3 separate regions of the Mus musculus genome follow, and all the other regions are linked to region 3. The links are chromatin contacts, called in public Hi-C maps. All regions are on one chromosome and are shown on one strand. The core of a region is the stretch at or near the end of the contact, and the rest is flanking DNA. Distances in the headings are between cores, read along the strand shown. Region 1 has its middle 51 kb from the start of Gm38917. Region 2 has its middle 15 kb from the start of Gm38917. Region 3 overlaps Pik3c2g (phosphatidylinositol-4-phosphate 3-kinase catalytic subunit type 2 gamma).

Evidence for each region. Hi-C and Micro-C count contacts between places; a contact is called where the count stands out from the background.
Region 1: a contact with region 3 is called in a Hi-C map of uterus, with 4 times the contacts expected there. The contact joins two enhancer-like sites.
Region 2: a contact with region 3 is called in a Hi-C map of uterus, with 6 times the contacts expected there. The contact joins two enhancer-like sites.

Annotation. Positions count from the first base shown.
Region 1 is chr6:140,335,221-140,337,920 of GRCm38.p6, reverse strand. No RefSeq gene overlaps it. Among named protein-coding and RNA genes, the nearest start is that of Gm38917, 51 kb to the right of the region's middle. Within about 2 kb of position 1,385, at least 94 of the 459 cell types and tissues checked have an H3K27ac peak or open chromatin away from gene starts, as enhancers often do. A contact at or near this core is called in uterus, where this site is marked.
Region 2 is chr6:140,299,424-140,302,123 of GRCm38.p6, reverse strand. No RefSeq gene overlaps it. Among named protein-coding and RNA genes, the nearest start is that of Gm38917, 15 kb to the right of the region's middle. Within about 2 kb of position 1,428, at least 23 of the 459 cell types and tissues checked have an H3K27ac peak or open chromatin away from gene starts, as enhancers often do. A contact at or near this core is called in uterus, where this site is marked.
Region 3 is chr6:139,908,193-139,910,892 of GRCm38.p6, reverse strand. The region is part of intron 30 of Pik3c2g (phosphatidylinositol-4-phosphate 3-kinase catalytic subunit type 2 gamma); the gene reads right to left. Among named protein-coding and RNA genes, the nearest start is that of Plcz1, 130 kb to the left of the region's middle. Within about 2 kb of position 1,427, at least 19 of the 459 cell types and tissues checked have an H3K27ac peak or open chromatin away from gene starts, as enhancers often do. A contact at or near this core is called in uterus, where this site is marked.

The DNA.
Region 1 (2,700 bases), core at 136-2,635, 430 kb before region 3:
CTGGATGCCTTGATGTCTTTCAGTTTAGAAATAATCAATATCCTAAAGTAGCTTTTGTCTATTTCCCAAGAGACTTCATGTTTAAAACACTCGTTACTGCCCTCCTCTCCCTTCCTCCCTCCCTGCCTCCCCCCTCCCTCCCTCTCTTTCTCCCTTCCTCCCTCTCTCCCTTCTTCCCTTCCTTTCTCCCCCCCTCTCTCCCTCCTCCCTTCCTCTTCCCTCTTTTTAAAAGCAGATTTATTACTTTTTTTTTTAATCCCGGAAAATCATTTGCAGTGGGAGGATCGGCACCTCTCTCCCACCTTGCTCAGAGCCACCCTTCTCCCACAAGGAAGGTTCATAATAAGATGGACTCCAGAAGTTAGGAGAGAGGGGAGCAGGCAAACGCCTTAAGTTATCCTTCACTTGACCCTAGCCCGGCATTCAAAGCAAGAACCAAACTGCTCTCTTGCTTCAGAGCTCTGAAGAAATAGGTCCCCCACCCGCCCCCAACCCCAGACCCCCAGTTTCTCCTCCCTCCGTCCCTCCCCCCTCCTCCCCTCCCTCCAGCAGCTGTTCTGATGGGCACTTCCAGAGCCCCCAACTCCCTCCAGAAGCACAGAAGTTGGCGCTGGGGTGGGGGGGAACCCTTTTCCCAACTCTGCAAAGATTTCTGACACTCTCTTTGCTTCCTTAGTGTTAGTGATTTTCTGTCTCTCCCACTCCCCTTCCAAGTTGGGTTAAAGTTTCAGTCTTTTGTTATTCAGTTCTTAAGGCAACAGCTGTGCAAACCTGGCCTCTTCTTTGTTGCTGGTGCCAGAGCCTAGGAGAGGAGAGGAAGCTGTCAACCATTTTATTAAGGCAGATTCTTAATAAAGTAGCTTATTTGTTTAAGGGAACCACTCCATCTTTTTTAATATTTAATTTTTTTCCTCTTTTAAAGTTCTTCTCAAGTGTTTGAATTCAAGCTGCTTTAAGATTCCTCATTAGACTCAGTATCTCCCCCCTAATCTTTGCAAGAGCTTGGGTTTGAATGCATTCACCCTAGGAGGCAGGCACAAAGGCTAACCTATAGCAGGCACGGCCAGAGGATTCCTTTAGGCTGCTCCAGAGACCTGGCTTTCCTTTGCTTTGCTAATAGTCGCCCAGGAGAAAGCTTTTCTCTTTAGACCAGGCTAAAGAGAAACCCAACAACCCCTGAGCAAAGGAAACCACGGCGATGAAAACAGTGGTCCTTTTCTAGTTTCCAGGAAAAGGAACTCACAAGTTTCCCGAAGAATATTGGAGTCCGTTATTTTACATCTGTTGTGGTCAAAGTTGATAGCAACCAGTCTCTCCCCGCACTGGGCTCGTACAATATCTCCATTCAAGATCATCCTGGAATGCAGCCTCGTGGCTGAGTGAATAGTAATCACAGGGAAATGGGCGCTCAGTGTGCTTTTGATTAATTGTTTCTGCAAAACAGAGCCCGAGGTTAAAGCTGCGCCTGAGACTCGCCCCTCCCCTTCCTGCCTCTAACCTTCCCTGGTACCTATTCTCTGGCCTACTAGCTTTTCCTGAGAGTTAAACCTCAAGTCCTTGTTCTGCTAAAGAAAAACATTAACTTAGTTCAGCGCCTTGTGAAGGATAATTCTATTGGATAGAGGCGAAGACGGGAAACATTTCTGTGTCCTTTTTGAGGAGCTGAGGTTTTGGTTAGAAATAGGGAAATCTCTCCCTTCTCCTGCTGGAAGGGAGACTCAGTGTGAGAGACCGGAAGATAGATAGACTTGCTGATAGGTAGACAGGGACAGAGGCCAAAGCTAGAAGTACTGAATTTCCAAGATGGCTTCTTCCTTAACCTTCTGATTTGAGATCGTCCCCCACCAGCAGTCCCGAGGGGGATTGGCTCAATGGATTCCGGGCCAGATCAGGACAAGTCTGTCTCACTAACCAACCATCCATCCTGTCTTCAAACTGACCAGCCCTAAATTATGGGAGGAAGACTCTTCGGGAGCTTTGAAAGCCCCAGCCCTCAGGAAGAGACTTGGGTTTGGCTTTCTAAGTCTGGTCTGCTTTGCAGAGTTTGTTGTTGTTGTTGTTTTTCTTTCCTCTGTATATCTGCTATGTACATGTCTCCTCACCCACAATAAATGCCTCCTATTAAGCGTGGATTCTGCTCTGGTGCCTGAGATCTCTCTGCTGTGTTTCAGATGTTTTCCTGCCTTTTAATTCTTTAACCGGCAGAGAAAACAAACCGGATCTAGGCAACCCCTATACTGTATGAGTTCAAGACCCCTAGACCATATCAAACAGATGGAGAAATGAAAGGCAGGTGGAATCAAGACAGACACAACCAGGATCCTTGTGTGCGAATGGCCCAAGCAAGCCTCGGAAGTCTCCGTGAAGAGGGAGGCCGCGTGTGACGTCTGTGTTCAAAACCAAATGGAGACACCATAGCATTATAGAGAGCTTATTTGTACAGACAGTGATGTTTGAACTGGGCAGCTCCAACCTAGAAGAGGCTGGAGAGCTACACTGAGGGACAGCACCATGGGGACACTTCCTAGGACACACACAGAAGTGTGGACAAGGAAAGTCCTTAGTTGCTGTCACACTTGTCCTACTTGATCTAACCTGGAAAAGCTGTTCAGTTTATTGCTGCTTTGGAGTGGTTGAACTTACTGTGTTTTTCTTCATCAAAGACATGACTATGATTAATCTTCACTGTCAGCTTGGTTG
Region 2 (2,700 bases), core at 179-2,678, 390 kb before region 3:
GCACTCCTAAGCTTCTTACCTCCTACTTCTTCTCTTGCCTCTTTGTTGGTTTTCATTACTATTAACTAGGTAGAGCTAGTATAGAGAGAATATATACCTCATGGGGGCCCCAAAATGCGTATATCTGAATCAGTTTACCTCTGTGTTTTTTTGTTTTGTTTTGTTGTGTTTTTCGAGACAGGGTTTCTCTGTGTAGCCCTGGCTGTCCTGCAACTCACTTTGTAGACCAGGCTGGCCTTGAACTCAGAAATCCGCCTGCCTCTGCCTCCCAATTGCTGGGATTAAAGGCGTGCGCCACCACCCCCAGCCTAGCTCTGTGGTTTGTCTGCCATTTCTTACGTGGAATGCTTCCCGAATAATTCATGTCTTTCTTAATTGCTCTCTCAGAGTTTTTTCTTCTCAGGGAAACTTAATGGACAGCAGTGCCAATGTTACCTTTAACCTTCCCAGTAGCACCTGGGTTTATGTTATTATTCTTAATATGAGCCAATCATTGTCCTAAGTGGTCCATATGAATTATTTAAAACAGTTCTCTTCCCAGAACAGCTAAGTACATAGTATTAGTCATACTTCTTAGATAAAGGTTCAGGGAGATTAAAACCTATGGAATCTTCTAGAGCTCCTCCTGAGAGTGATTAGGGTTAAAAAAAGAAAAGAAAATGACTGTCTTAGTTCACTTTGTTCTGCTATGACAGAATACCTGAGCTGGTGTGATTTATAAAGAACAGGGGTCTGTTGTGGCTCCAGAGGCCGGAACCTCAAGATCAAGGGAGGTTGTGTGTGTGTGGAGGGTCTTCTTGCTGGGTCATCCATCCCAGGGTGGAAAGTGTTATATGTTAGGAGAAGGCTTGTCTTTGGATCAGAGGCATCTTCACTTCTCTACTTGCCAGTGATATGAGTAGTCTTTCCAAAAGCTCTTTGGTAGGCATTCGCCCCCCCCTTTTAAAATTAAATTTAATTACTTAGTAATCTTTCGTTTAAAGTTTTTGCATTAGAGTTCACAGGATCAGATCTCATTATGACATTTTTGAACAAAATACTTTTCAGTAGATTCCCCTTCCCTCTTCTCTCCCCCTGCTTTCTTTCTTTGACACAATGTCTTTATATGTACTCTAGATGGCCTTGAACTGGGAGATTCTCCTGCCTGGGCATCCCAAATGCTGGGATTACAGGCATGGACCATCGTACGGAGCTGGCATCCTGCCTCCCTCTCTCCCAGCCTCCCTCCCTCATCCATCATCCCCTCCCCCATTTCTCTTTCTCTCTCTCTCTCTCTCTCTCTCTCTCTCTCTCTCTCTCTCTCTCTCTTTCTCTCTCTGTGATTAACTTATTTAACTTATTCTTTACCCACCCCACTCCCATCCCTAGAAATTAAAGCCTGCACTAAAGAGAAAGCTGTGTTCTGCCTCTGATATGGCCAGGACACCAGGTCAAGAGGGCGCCCGGGAGCCTGGCCAAGTCCCAGGGGAGGGTGTGCAGGCCATGCAGCCCTCGCATGTTGAGAGTTGGCTCTCTGCCTTCCGCACCCAGACTGTTTCCACAGAGGCAGAACCAGGAGCATCTGCCTGAGAGGGCAGGCCAGCTCTGGGCTTAACATTTTCTTTTAAGAATTCTTTATTTAAATATTTGGTCCATTAAAAAAAAAGCTCGTTGACTTCATTTTGTGCTGGAAACATTCTTTCTGTATTCTGAGTGTAAAGCTCTGTAAGCATTGGTACCAATCTGTACCTTGCTTTTCTCCCCTTCACAATATCTTTCAAGTAGCAAAAGGATGGCTTTTGTTGTTGCTGAAATCTGATTTATGTGTCTCTTTTCTTTCCTAGGGGTGCGTCTCTCTGGGTCTTGCCTAAGAAATCTTCCCCTTTCTCATGCCGTGAAAGGATTTTCAGGAAATTTTACCTCAAGAAATACGTTGGTTTCATTGAAGTTTTCTGACTTGGGTCAGAATTTTGCTCATTGTTTTATGTCTGTTATGGCCAAGCATTTGAGGCTAGCTTCGACTGAATGAGACTGCATTTCAAACAACAACAACAACAACAAAGAGCTTTTGGCGGTCACAGGTTTTGGGGCTCAAGCTGAGGTGGTCAGGCTTGGGGGAATCATATCTTTTCCCTGGTGAAGCTGAGCCTTTTGCCTGTCTTGTAGTGATTACTTTTAATTGCCAACTGACAATCTAGAAGCAGCTGGGGAAAGAGTCCCGGTGAGGGATTGTCTAGAGCAGGGTGGCCTGTGGGCGTGTCTGTGGGACATTATCTTCATCATATTAACTGCAGTGGGAAGCCCCGCTCACTGTGAGTTGACAGGATCCAGACTTGTGTGACAGCAGGGAAGTGGGACCGAGTACCGCTGGGCAGACATTCACTGTTCTCTGTTCCTGGTTATGGAAGTGATGAGGCTATTTCCTCAGAGCTCCTAATTCTGATCTCCCACAATGATGGACAATAATCTAGAGGTGCGAGCTAAATAAACGATTTCTCCACTTGGTTGCTTTTACCAGGGAATTTTTATCAGATCAATAGAAACTTCAGACAGGCCTAACTTACCCTGATCATCTTTATCCAAGCCTGGACTTTTTATCATTGCTGCATTGGTAGGAAATTTTATATATATATATATTGTATATAGGTTTTTTGTGGGCTAAGGTACTTGGTATTTAAGGTATGTTTATTGACTAGATATGGTGTGTAGATATCTCTATAA
Region 3 (2,700 bases), core at 178-2,677:
GCTCAGCTAATTGGTCTCTCTCAGCTGTCTTTGCTGAGTTGACCTTATCTCCCCAAACTTTAAAACTGGTGGGCTGCCTGGACTGCTTTTCCAACTATGTCTCTTTTAAATTCCATTTCTCAGTGTACTTAGGATTATTTAATTTCTTCCAGTGAATAGTTTTGATAATGAGTTATTTGGAGACAATTCCAATATGTATATTTTTAGCCAAACATTCTTCCTTAATGTATCTAAACCTCTGCTTAGTATTTTTTGGAAGTCTCATAGACAACTCAAAAGTAGTTTAGGTTAGGTTCAGACTTTGGCCTCCCACTCATGCCCAGTGACACGTCTGATATTCTCTTTCCTAACATACTCAGCCAATTTGAACTCTTGTGACAAGAAAGATATCTTGGTGTCTGGCTCACATCCTGCTTTGACAGCCAGCTTTTGAACACTAATGTATGGACATTCAAACATGTAGGACATTCATCTTATGTATCTAGTGAAGAAATGAAAAATGGCTGTGATTTGTCTTGGGCTATCTAAAGTTACCAGTTGTCGAGCTAAATGTCATTGGGTGATATGAAATGCTTATATGTGTTTTATGTATATATGTGTATATACAGAACATATATACATAAACACACATATATATGTATATACATATATGTACACACACACAATTCTAATATAACTAATGGGAAATTTTAATTCCCATTATGCTCTTAAATGAAAAATGAGGACAATGAAAAACAAACATAAAATCCAATGGGTCAATATTAAATTAAAATCTCTATCAGAGCATGTTTTGTTAAACTCAGAAACCTCATTCATAATACCTTTACCAATTACATTAACTGGTATGTAATTTAAAATGTTTGACTTTTTTTTTGAGAGCTGATCAATTCAGAATAAGTGTTTTTCCTATACCATATTATCAAACGCTGAACGGAGTTAAAATACATGCACAGGCCAGAATGAATGGACTATAAAAGCGAGATCCATTTTTCTCTTTCTTTACTAAAGCAAATTAAGTGTTCCCATTTATTAGCTAGCCAGCCAACTTCTAGCATTGGCTGCAAGATTTAGTGGCTTAAAACAATAAGCTAAATCTATTTCTCTCAAATGCCATAGAGTGCTGTAAAATATACAAACTAAAAAAAAAAAATCCCAGAAGACTCCTAAATCAAAACTGAGCAGTAATTGTATTTTATTGCATTCTTTATAAAGTAACATGTCAGCATGTCCAGTTTCTCGCCTAGCTCAGCCCACAGTGCTCATGTTCGAGTTACATGGAAAAACGCTAACACCATGAAGAACTCTGAATGTCTGAAGAATCTTCTGTAATTTGGCTCTCGGATGTCATCAGCGCTTCACCAGACTGTGAAGAATCGTCTTGGTTTTACTGATGGTGCACACATGACATTTATCCTGCCTGCAATGTAAGCTCAGCTAGCGCCAAACGAGAAGAGAGCAGTGCGATGACAAACATGCCATTAACATCTGGGTTTAGCAATGGGGAGCAGGAAACATATGCTCGCTATTAAGACAGGATTTATCCACTTGGCTTTATTTTGACATTGGGTTTCTGTTTTTTTTTTTTTTTTTTTTTAAAGAAAAACAAAACATTGCCTAAACCTTAAGTGATATCATCCCCTGTTTGCAGGGACATCCAGAAATGAGCAACAGCCCTGAGGATTGGGAATGGTCCCAGTGTACACGGCTGGCTGTGAGATGCTGCACGCATGGTCTGTTTGTGAAATCTCAGCTGAACTCTGATGGGGACATGCATTGGTGAGGTTTTCCAGTCACTTGCTGTAATTTTTTTTTTTTTTAAACACAAGGTTCATATTACTCTTTTCTAAAGATTTTGGCTTCATTCACAACACAATTCCATCAAAACAGAACAAAATTTAAAGAAGCAAAAAGAATTCTTGTTAGCACCATTGCAGTACTTGTTTGAAACTATAACCACTGAAAGGAATCTCAGGCTGGGGATGTGAGCAAGGGTGAGGCAAGAGAAGGCAGGCAGGGGATTTACCAGGATGCCTAAACACAACCCCAATCCGTTTAGAAGCGATGGGTAGTGTGTGGTAGTGCTTTCCATTTAATGCCTGCTTCATTTATCAACAAAGTATTTCTCCAAGAGATAGATGACTGACAGACAGACAGATAGACAGATATGTAAGTAGGTAGATAGAGCTTAGATATCTTTAGGTATCTGTCCCATTATGTAGATTGTTTCAATACGCCCCCCGGCACCGCCCCCCTGCAAAGAGCAGGTGCTCTTCTGACATAATTGATTCTTGACCTCAAAGTGTCCTCCAATCCAAAGCAGCACAGCTTATAGGCAAGGATACATAATAATAGGTGATTTTGTGATTATATTCAAACTGCGGTTTCTTTCTTCTCTCCCAAAGCCTTTTCATTTTAGATCATGTATTATTTATGCTCACATCTATATAATCACTATATTATAAGCATATTTAGCATATCTCAGAATATTTTCACTTATCCAGATTAATCCAGAAACAAACTAAAGCTCTGACTCTAGAATGTTACAAACAGTAGGTGATCAAAAACATTTCTTTTTAAACATTTCTTCTAGGGCTGACAGTTTCTTTAGGAGTATAGCCACTGCTGAGTTAGATGCCCACTTCTGATAAACAATCTATCACCCTGTTCACATAAGAACCACTAATTAAAATTAGTGGCCAA